2 separate regions of the Mus musculus genome follow, and region 2 is linked to region 1. Evidence: chromatin contacts called from public Hi-C data. All regions are on one chromosome and are shown on one strand. Each heading gives the region's core, a stretch centred on a gene start, on an enhancer-like site or on the middle of the called end of the contact. The rest is flanking DNA. Distances are from core to core; before and after follow the strand shown. Region 1 holds the start of Rnf122 (ring finger protein 122). Region 2 has its middle 86 kb from the start of Fut10.

Region 1 (4,956 bases), core at 1,367-3,866:
AGGCCTTGATGATACAGCTCTCTGAGTCATTTCTAGTGGGATTCCTGTCTGAGGTGAATAGCCATTGCATTTTCCCATGAAAAGTTGTGTCACACAAAGGCTGACATCATAGTAGCTTATGCCTCCCATTCTCAGCATTCTGAGCTTTCTTAAGGGCATTGTGGGTGACAATGGAAACCTGTCCATAAAACTAAGCAAGAGATCTGTTTCTGTTGCAGTGTGATTACCTTTCATTCTATACTCTCAAGTACAGAATTGATTCGGATGTTATTATTATTTTAACTTCAGAGTATTTGTATATAGGGTGATGTGTCTCCAGGATACAGCTCAAGTCTAAACATGAAATTCATCCTGTTTCATGTACACCTCATTCATGCAGCCTGAAGAGAACTTTACACATTCTAAATATTTTGTGCATGAAGTTTTTTTTTTTTTTTTTTTTTTTTTTTTTTTTTTTTTTTTTTTGGTTTTTTGAGGCAGGGTTTCTCTGTGTAGCCCTGGCTGTCCTGGAACTCACTCTGTAGAGTGAGTTCTGGCCTGGAGCTCAGAAATTCGCCTGCCTCTGCCTCCCAAGTGCTGGAATTAAAGGCGTGCACCACCACACCCAGTCACGAAGCCAAGTTTAATGGTGTGAAATTTTCTCTTGTGACATGCTAGACTTCTAGAAATGTTGGACTTTATGAGATTGTATTGTCAATCGGAAATCAAAGAATGCTCATCCTAGGATATGAGGTCTCTAGACGTCCTTCAAGGGAGCAAAAGTGGGGTTCCATCCCCTCTGGAGTCATAACACAGGATCTGCCAGTCACTTTAATAAGTGCAAGATAAAGGGTGCTGAGCAGGTCAGTGATCGATCGAATATGTTTAATAGGAGCAAGCTCTGCGTTCCAACACCGCGGGGGTGGGGCAAAATAAAACTCTTTCAAAGGATGCTGCCCAGAAAGGTCCGGGTTACTGACAGCTTAGCTCTAGCTAAATCCCAGGTCCATTGTCTTCCGACCTGACACCAGAATGTCTCATCTCAGCTGGCAGTCTGCAAGCTGGAATGACGTCAGAGCGGGGCTGGCCAAGACCAGCGGATCTGGGAACTGCTTCTTTCCAGCCAAAGGGAATCTTTCCCAGATGCTGGGATACACCGTCAGGCCTCAACCCCCCATTCCCGCCCCTCCTCTCCATTACCAGCCTATCACACACAGCTTGGTTCATTTTCAGGAAATTAGATCCGACCAGCAAAAGGAGGAAGGAGGGGGGATGGGGGCTACTCATACACATGCGGCCCAAACCCTGCTTTAAAACAAAAGACTCTTGAAATAATTAGTCCAAGATCATGCAGAAGTCTACTTAAGAATGGATTTTTCACAAGCAACCAGACTGCCATACCAAAAAACTTAAAAAAAAAAAAGTTAGCTTCTTTCCACCTCGCCAACTTGCCTAGAAAAAGTGATCAAGATTTTGGGTACTTCTGGGGGAAGGGTGGGTGGTATTAACATCGAAGACTTGGCTCAGAAAGATCCAACAGGTAGCCTAGACAGGAAATCCAGACCCGCTTTCTAACCTGTAACACCTGAGCTGCCCCAAAGCCTCAGATGAACTAATTTAGCATCATCACGCGGTGGGGTGTGGGAAGCGGTTGGTGGTGGGTGGCTGGCTGTGCTGGAAGGTACCGTCACCACCTAGGCTGAAAGCAGACCCCAGGGTCTGGCCTTATTGCCAGAAAGCAAAGCTTTTGCCAGGCCAGCCCTGAGCTGGGGGCCCAGCTTTCTTTCTGCAAGGCTTTATCTATTCAGTAAAGCGACGCTCTTTTAATCCAGCGTCTGGCCCCTAGGAGCCAGTGAAAACCAACAAAGAAAAAGAAAGTCACCCCGCGCCTTGTCCCGCACGCTGCACTGTATACATATTTAAAATAGCCTGCAAAGTTTCAGAACCGGAACTTGAGCTCCCTCTAGGAGATCCTAGCCCGAGCGCGGATTTAATTCTCCAACCACCACAACAAAGAACAGAGTTTGAGAGCGCACAAAGGCAGGCGAAGGGGTAGAAGAGATGGACCGCCATACAAAGGCCGGGAAGACTCGGCTCACACGCCCCTGGCCCTCCACTCGCTTCCAGACCCCCTTTATTCCCAACAAAGTGAATGGGATCTTTCTAACTGCGCGCTGTGCAGAGCCCAGCAGGGCGCCAGGACGCCTTCTGGGCCGTCCCAGACACCGGGAAACTCGGCTCAGGACCTGAACCTGCGCGGTCCCTGTTCTCCCACCGGTCCAGGGACTCACCGTTACACCACTGGAATGGGTGCATCAATGAAGTCAAGGTCGGCTTCCGGGAGCAAACCGAGGCAAGGTGTTGGAGCTGGAGGGGCTGTGCACTGAGACCGCCGGGATGGAGATGCAACTCCCGGAGGAGTGGAGTCAAGGGTTACAGAGAGGCCGGTTTGCAGAGCAACAAAGAGGGCAGAGGAGGAAGCAAAGTCTTTTCGGAGCGAAGCCCTACCGAGGGCCCGGGCCGGGAGGGCAGCCGAGAGAGCCGGGATGCCCGGCCGAGAAGGCAGTAGCCAGGACACGAAGCCGGGCTTGGGTCCCACTGCGCTGAGCAGTGCGCGCTGGGATTCCGAAAACTGACACCGCACGGCTCACACCCCCCTCCCTAGGACTGCTCCCTCCCGGGAGCCCGCCCCCTTTTCGTCACCTGCCCTCCGGCCAATGGGAGCCTTTCTCCTGCCCTGGGGTATTATTTACAAGCCAGTTTACCCTCTGGACAGGGGAGCTTTTTTCTGGGTAGATTCCTACCCCGCCTCCTAGCCAGACCTGGGGAGTCCCTAGCCTGCAGAACGGCGTGAGAGGCGACGCCTGCAGGGGGCGAAGATCGCCGCCTCCTAGGACCCGGGCGGGGAGGGCTATGGTGGTGGAATGACACGAGGATTAGTGCCACTTTTGTTTTCCGCCTACAGATCCGTGTCTGTCTCGAATTTCTATAGCTCTGTAGAAGGCAGTCCTGGGAGTTGGTTCCACTTGTCCTTCGCCTTTAGACCTGGTTATGCGTGGCAGCTAGCGCATTCCCAGACCCACCGCGAAAGGAGAGAACTGAGGCAAAGAGGGCAAAGCAGATGAAACTCAAAACTCCATCTTCAAAGGGCTATTGTTCTCACATCACTTCAGGACAGAGCCTTCTTTTACAAACAAGAATAAGGCCTAAAGCTGAAGGCCATACCGTGCCAGGATTCCAATCTCCTAGACTGTGGCGAAAACCCGGAAACTGGCTTTGTCAATGGCCGGGACAGGGGTCTTGCTTCGGTGTTGAATGGACAGGGGATGAAGGGGGGGGGGGATCTCAAATCTCCATGTAGTATTATTTATTTTGGATGACATTGCATAGTTTATTTTATATGTTTATTATTTTGCTAATGGAAAGCTATTTGGTCCTAACTGACCTCCAACTCCAGAGATCTGCCCTCCTCTGTCTCCAGGGTGCTAGGATGAAAGGCCTGTGCCACCATACTCAGGCTTGTTTATGTATGCTTTTGTTTATCTTTCCACTTAAAAGAAAGTATTACCATCAGTGCATAGAGTATCATTGAAAGTACCCCGGTGCAAGGCGCCACAGCCACGTTCAGAAGCAGTGTGTTGAGTAGACCCACAAATAAGCAAGCAAAACGGCCTGCTCTTCCTTTGTCAGGACTTATCATCCCACTATTGATTTGTTGGAACTGAGTCTCTGGCCCCTGAGCGAGCTAATGCATGCGAATGAATGTTTTGCCATTTCCAAGCACAGTCGTTAAAGTATCAAATATCCTGACCTGCATCTCAGGGCTGCTGGAACAAATGCAATCTTCTTATCTCTGGGGATGGTCGGATAGTCTCCAAATCCAGAAGGCCTTTGTGGACGGTGATTGTGGTGTTTGCATATACACCGTACTTCCCTTAACATCAAGTTGCATACCCCCCACCCCCCAATATTTGTGTAACTTAACAATATGGAAGGCTCACTGTAGTTCATCAATTTAGTGGGGGCAGTGTCGTGTACAGATCAAATTTCTAGGTGTTGTTGTTATTGTTATGAAACAGGGGTTATTAACTATGTAGCCAGGCTAACCCCAAACATAGAGGTTTGACTACCTCTGTCTCTTGAGAGTTGTGTATGTGGCACCACCGCCTGGCTGTCTTAGTGGGATCACTGCAAAGGGTTTCTAAAGGCCTCTCGGATCCTCCCCTAAACCCCACCCCCTCCACTTTAGAGCCCCAGGGAGAAATGTGACATTTACTAACTCTGGAGCTTAAGCCCAGATATTGTTTTGTTTGTTTGTTTGTTTGGATGGTTTTGAGTTTTTGAGACAGGTTTTCTCTGTGCAGTCCTGGCTGGCCTCGAACTCACTCTGTAGATCAGGCTGGCCTCAAACTCAGAAATCCGCCTGCCTCCCAAGTGCTGGGATTAAAGGCGTGCTCCACCAAAGTGCTCCAGAGGCCAGGTCTACAGAGTGAGTTCCAGGACAGCTAGGACTGCACAAAGAAACCCTGTCTTGGGGGCGAAAAAGTGCTCCAGAACACTAGGCTGGCCTTGAACTCACAGAGATCCACCTACTTCTGATGTGCCTTGTTCCCTGTACCAACCCTGCAGCTGTGGAGAGAAATTAGTATGCTGATTTGATACTGATCAAGAATTCCTCTTCTCATGTATCCTTCTGATTCTTGCCTTTGCCTCTTCACTTCTCCTGGGTTGTGGTGCTTGCAGCTCTGTGTACCGTTCATAGCTCTTCAGCCAGCCGCTGCCTGTCTTCTGGATGCTTGCCTTCCCTGAGTGCTGGTCACCAGCCTGGCAGCTCTCAGCTTTTCTTGTACAAAAGTTCTGTTATGTTCTGTTTTGTTTTTAACTGAGGGGATGCCATCCGTGCCACTGCATGAGAGTTGTGGACGTCCTTCTCTCCTTCGAACAACATTTGAGTCCTGGGACTCAAACTCAGTTTGT
Region 2 (4,956 bases), core at 1,381-3,880, 160 kb before region 1:
TTCTGCCCAAAAGTCAGTGTGTGTGTGTGTGTGTGTGTGTGTGTGTGTGTGTGTGTGTGTGTGTGTGTGTGTGCTGTTCCAGCTCACAGGTATGTGCATGTGCACACAAGTGAGGATGTGTATATTAACTTGCCCAGTTACCTAAGACCATTTGGGGAATGGGCTACACTGGTCTCTCCATTCCATGCTGGAGCGTAGCCTGGTGATTGCAGAAGAAACACACATACACACACTCTGTAATGGGAAGAGGGGAAACTGAGCACCCTTAATTCTAGAACTCAGCGAGAGGTGGAGGCAGGAGGATCAGAAGTTTACAGTCAGCCTCAGCTATATAGGGAATGGAAGTTCTGCCTCTATATGAGATCCCGCCAAGACAGGGATGTGGGGTAAGGGAGAAAATGACTACTTCTGAGACTATTGGAACAGACTTCACTGAGAACAGAGTTAGATCTGAGTCTTGCTGGGTTTTGCTAATAATCCCAGCAAAGGAAATAAAACTGTGTTAAAAAAAATGAAGAGGTATGAAGACAATAGGGAGAGTCCAGGTGACATGTAATTTCTTTGCATTGCCAGAACCTGAAGACATACTGAGAAGATGCACAATTGGAAAATCAAGGAAAGGACAGGTATGACAGTTTCGATCATGATCAAGTAAAGGGTGTTTGATTCGAGGTGGGGAGGGAGGGGGTTGCTGAGGAGAGAAGATGTGAAGTGAGCGGATTATAATTTACTTCCATTTGGAGGAAACACTAGATAGGAAATCCGTCTGAGTCAGGAAACAGAGCTGTTTGGACATGACCCTGGATGAGTGAGCCTAAGCTGGGTACAACTGGGGAAAATCCGTAGGAATGAATGATTAGTGTCAAAAGTGCATCTGCTCTAAAGACCCCTAGTGCCAGAGAAGTCCATGGAGTATAGTGGCCACAGGCAATTCCCAGGGAAATAGTCTTGCCAGCTACTCATCCTCTGGCTTATAAACAAGGGCCCTGCATATTATTTGTGGGACATTGAAAGTGTGAGATTTGTCTGTACCAGTTAAATCCATCCAAAATGACCCGGTGTGACCATATCCGTTTTCAGGATCTTGTGTTCTCACATGCTCCTTGAAACACAGGGTGAGATCCTCGGTGACAAAGGGGACTAAGTGTGTGGTGTGGAGAGGGGGACATCCCTGCTCTGTGATGATACATCTCACAACATTGCACAAGAACGTTCTGACAAAGCAAACAAGGGACTGTGTTCATATGTCAGTGAAGATTAAGAAAGAGGAGCCAAGTGTAGTGACCCAGTAATCCCAGAATTGGGGGGTGACGGGCTGGTCAAGGCTAGCTCCTGCTAGGCAGTGAGTTCCAGGTTAGCTCAGGCTACATAAAACAATCTCTCAAAGATGAGTGAAGAGAAAGTATGAAGATGTTATATAACATATAGGTTTGCAACATTTAGTGTGTGTGTGTGTGTGTGTGTGTGTCTGTGTCTGTGTCTGTGTGTATGTGTGTGTATGTGTCACGCACACACACATCCATGTGACAGGGCACAGCTATGAGTGTCAGAGGACAGCTTGTAGGAGTAAGTTCTCGTCTACCATTTGGTGGCTGAACTCAGGTCATCAGACTCGGCAGCAAGTGCCTTTGCCTGCTGAGCCATCTCTCTGGCCCCCTAGTCAAAAATTTACCAAGCCAAGTACGTTTAAATTTTAACTTTTTCAAAGTAACTCAGAACTCTCCCTCCGTTTACAATGAAAAGAGGAGAAAGGAAAAATAGATTTTTATCAGTGAATAGCTAACAGATGGGACCAGAAACATTTAGGGGAGAGGACACAGAGACAACTATGGTTGCCATGGTTTCTTTGAAATTCAGTAAACATAGGGACCCAAATGGACAGTGAAATCCCCCACTGGGAAGAGCAGCTTGTTGCTGCCTTCTTTCTTGGATAGTTGCCAAAGCAGGCTTTGACTGATGGGAGTCTATGCAAGATGACTAAAGTAGCTGACACTCACCCCCAGCTGTACTCATTTCAGATTAGCCTAGACTACGCTACCCTCCTACATAACAGTCGAAAACAAGCCATGACTATTCTAAATTAACCAGTTATCCCAGTGGGTAGAGCCTGAAGGAAATATATACACTCAAGAGAGCCCAGTCTCTGCTCTCTTGAGAATGGGTAAGAGAATATGTCAAATATCTTGTCAACTCTGGTAGACACATTCAGGCCCTTGGTCCTTCTCATCACCTTCCGGTCATCTACAAATCTGTTCAAATCCCAAACTGCCATATAATAGCATATTGTGCTTACACTGTCAAATACCCCCCACCCCCGCCTCCCAAATTTGTTCGTGCCGATGACAGAAAAGAAGACAATGAGGGTAGGCAGAGCTCTTTTGAGATTTCCCAGCGCAATGAAGACTGTCAAACAAACATTGAACACATGGTTTGGCTGAACTTGCATGTTTCGTCTAGAGGTTCTGATCAAGTTGACACAGACTAAAAAGTCTTTTCCAGGGTCACCGCAGAGCTCGCCAGAGATGAGATCACTGTTGAACAAAGTTCTACAGCAAGGCCCTCCTCCCCACAGCCAGAACAGATTCTAGTCCACACCAGCTCACCACGGGTCATTCCCTTCTTGTTTTCCACCTCCTACGCACGGCCCTCCAGTTCACTGCAGGATTGTGCAACCTCGGCGGGGACTGCGTGCGGCTGAGGGTGTAATGGTTCTGTGGATCGAGCCGCAGTCAGCAGTGACCGGTGGCAGGGCTGAGGGTACCTAAGCCTCCCACACTGAGAGCCAACTATGGTAGCTTGGCTCGGCGACATGTCTTCAGAAGCCAAAGGCTCACAGAGCACTTTTTAGAGCATTGAAATTTGTCCCTGTTATGAGTCTGTCCCAAAGCCCAAAGTTTGCAACATTGTATTTCCTGTCGGGGGAATTCTTGCAAATGAAGTGTTCACTTTCTGGGAGTGGGGAGGGTGGGAGGAAGTAGGGGAGGGGAGACACAGGAAGCCTTTCTTTCTGGAACTATCTGTAGATCAGCTCCACTGAGCAGTCTGCCCCAGCAGCTTAAAAGTCTTTCTATCACCCGAGAATGGGCTTCTATAACTCTTTCTCTACATTCTCCATACTTGTCTGTCCCATGCTGCTAGTCTTCTAGAGTTTGGGAAAATTTGAGAATCTTTTTATAACAGATGGGCCCAGACATATGATGGCTCAACTTACAGTATTTTCAACTTCATGATGTTATGAAAGTAATACACATTTATGGGACTGTAGTTCCAATTTTGAATTTAAATCTCTTCCCACACTGGGGTCATGCAATCTGAGACTCTCTAGTGAGGCCTGGTGGCGGCAGCAGGTCAGACTCCAGCAAGACGCAGGATCCTGGGGGGAAACAAGAGCACTTCATAGGGTACTCTGCCTGAGATGGAATATAGCACTCTAGATGGACAGAAGGCATGTTGAACTTATAAATGGTATTCTGAAAGCACTTTCTAATTCAAGGAACATCTGTTTGGTAAAGTTTATTTGGGAATATTTGACTTTCAAAACATGGATGAGAATACGAATTTTGGAAAGAGTCAATAGGAGATAAATATAGATGATATTGACGCAGCTATAGAGGAAGACAGGCATATAGATAGACTTAGACAGATGTCATGAGATTTATTGAGGGTCTTGGCTCATGTGATTATAGTTGCCAAGAAGCCCCTCTGCCTACTCCCTGCAGCTGGAGAAAAAGGGGGGCTCTGAGTATAATTCCTGGTCCAAGAATTATTCAAGAACTGAAAAGGGCAGGCAGTAGGGGTGGCAGTGGAATTCCAAGCTTGAGTCCAAAGGCCCCCAAACCAAGATCGTCAACGCTTGGGGAGGAGAAGGTTCTGGCTCAGGAAAAGTGGGGGTTGGGACCTTACTAGGCCTCTCTTCGTCATGGAAAATAATAAAGCCCCATCTTTTAATATGAGCATCTGTCATTTTTATATCAAAACCCTCTTTCATAACTCTTCCAATGATCTAATAACTTTAAATGACTATTAGCTCTTGGTTACAATTGCTTTACAAAGAGAAAATTGGAAAATACCTTGTTTGCTGGAAATCCCCATTTTAATTGACTTCAATCGTTTGCTATCACAGGTAGCAATCTGTTTCTATGTGAACCTTGGTTTTCTGTTTCTTCTTCTGTCTCTTTTTCCTTTTATTTTTTTTAAAATTTATTTATTTATTATATGTAGTACACTGTAGCAGTCTTCAGACACTCCAGAAGAGGGCATCAGATCTCATTACAGATGGATGTGAGCCACCATGTGGTTGCTGGGATTTGAACTCAGGACCTTTCAGAAGAGCATTCGGTGGTCTTAACCGTTGAGCCATCTCACCAGCCCCCCTTTTATATTTTTTAACTCCAGTGTTTATTCCTGTTGCCAAGGAGTTGGATAATTCCTGACAGGACTGAGATTTTTCTTTGGGGGTGGGGATGGATATAACAATGGCAAGCCCTTGGAAGCAAGCCGCTGTCCAGCCTATGCACATGTGTAGATGGTGATTGGACGCAGCCCGTAGGATAAAACTTGACCCTTTGGAGGTGCTCCCGTTAAGTAAGCACTGGCTCGTTCAGACATTTCTATAGGAATGATTGCTTCTAGATGTACCAACTGCAGAGCTGAACACCCCCCCCTTTATTGAAAATAGCTTTATATTTCTCACATAATATACCCTGGTTATGATTTCTATCCCTCTCCTCCTCCTGGTTCCTCTCCACTTCCCCTCCCATCTGGATCCACTTCATCTCTTTCTCTCCTTAGAAAACAAACAAGTTTGAGGGCTGACTGTGTGACTCAGTGGGGAGAGCACTAACCTAGCAACCATGAGGACCCAGGTTCGATCCTCAGCACTGCATAAAATCACTACTTGAGAGATGGTGACGAGCTCAAGGCCAGTCTGGGCTACTTGAGACCCTATCATAGAAA

Evidence for each region. Hi-C and Micro-C count contacts between places; a contact is called where the count stands out from the background.
Region 2: a contact with region 1 is called in a Hi-C map of uterus, with 2.8 times the contacts expected there. The contact joins the enhancer-like site here to the promoter of Rnf122 in region 1. A contact is called at or near these places in 2 of 39 promoter capture datasets (the HPC-7 cell line and frontonasal cranial neural crest), 2 of 484 Hi-C or Micro-C datasets (muscle stem cells and uterus) and 1 of 115 datasets of contacts at active chromatin or transcription factors (embryonic stem cells).

The regions. Positions count from the first base shown.
Region 1 is chr8:31,109,487-31,114,442 of GRCm38.p6, reverse strand. It overlaps Rnf122 (ring finger protein 122), which reads right to left and starts at 2,616. Exons shown (of 6, transcript NM_001368375.1): 1 at 2,271-2,616. The coding sequence starts at 2,295.
Region 2 is chr8:31,270,720-31,275,675 of GRCm38.p6, reverse strand. No RefSeq gene overlaps it. Among named protein-coding and RNA genes, the nearest start is that of Fut10, 86 kb to the right of the region's middle. Within about 2 kb of position 2,630, at least 58 of the 459 cell types and tissues checked have an H3K27ac peak or open chromatin away from gene starts, as enhancers often do. A contact at or near this core is called in muscle stem cells and uterus, where this site is marked.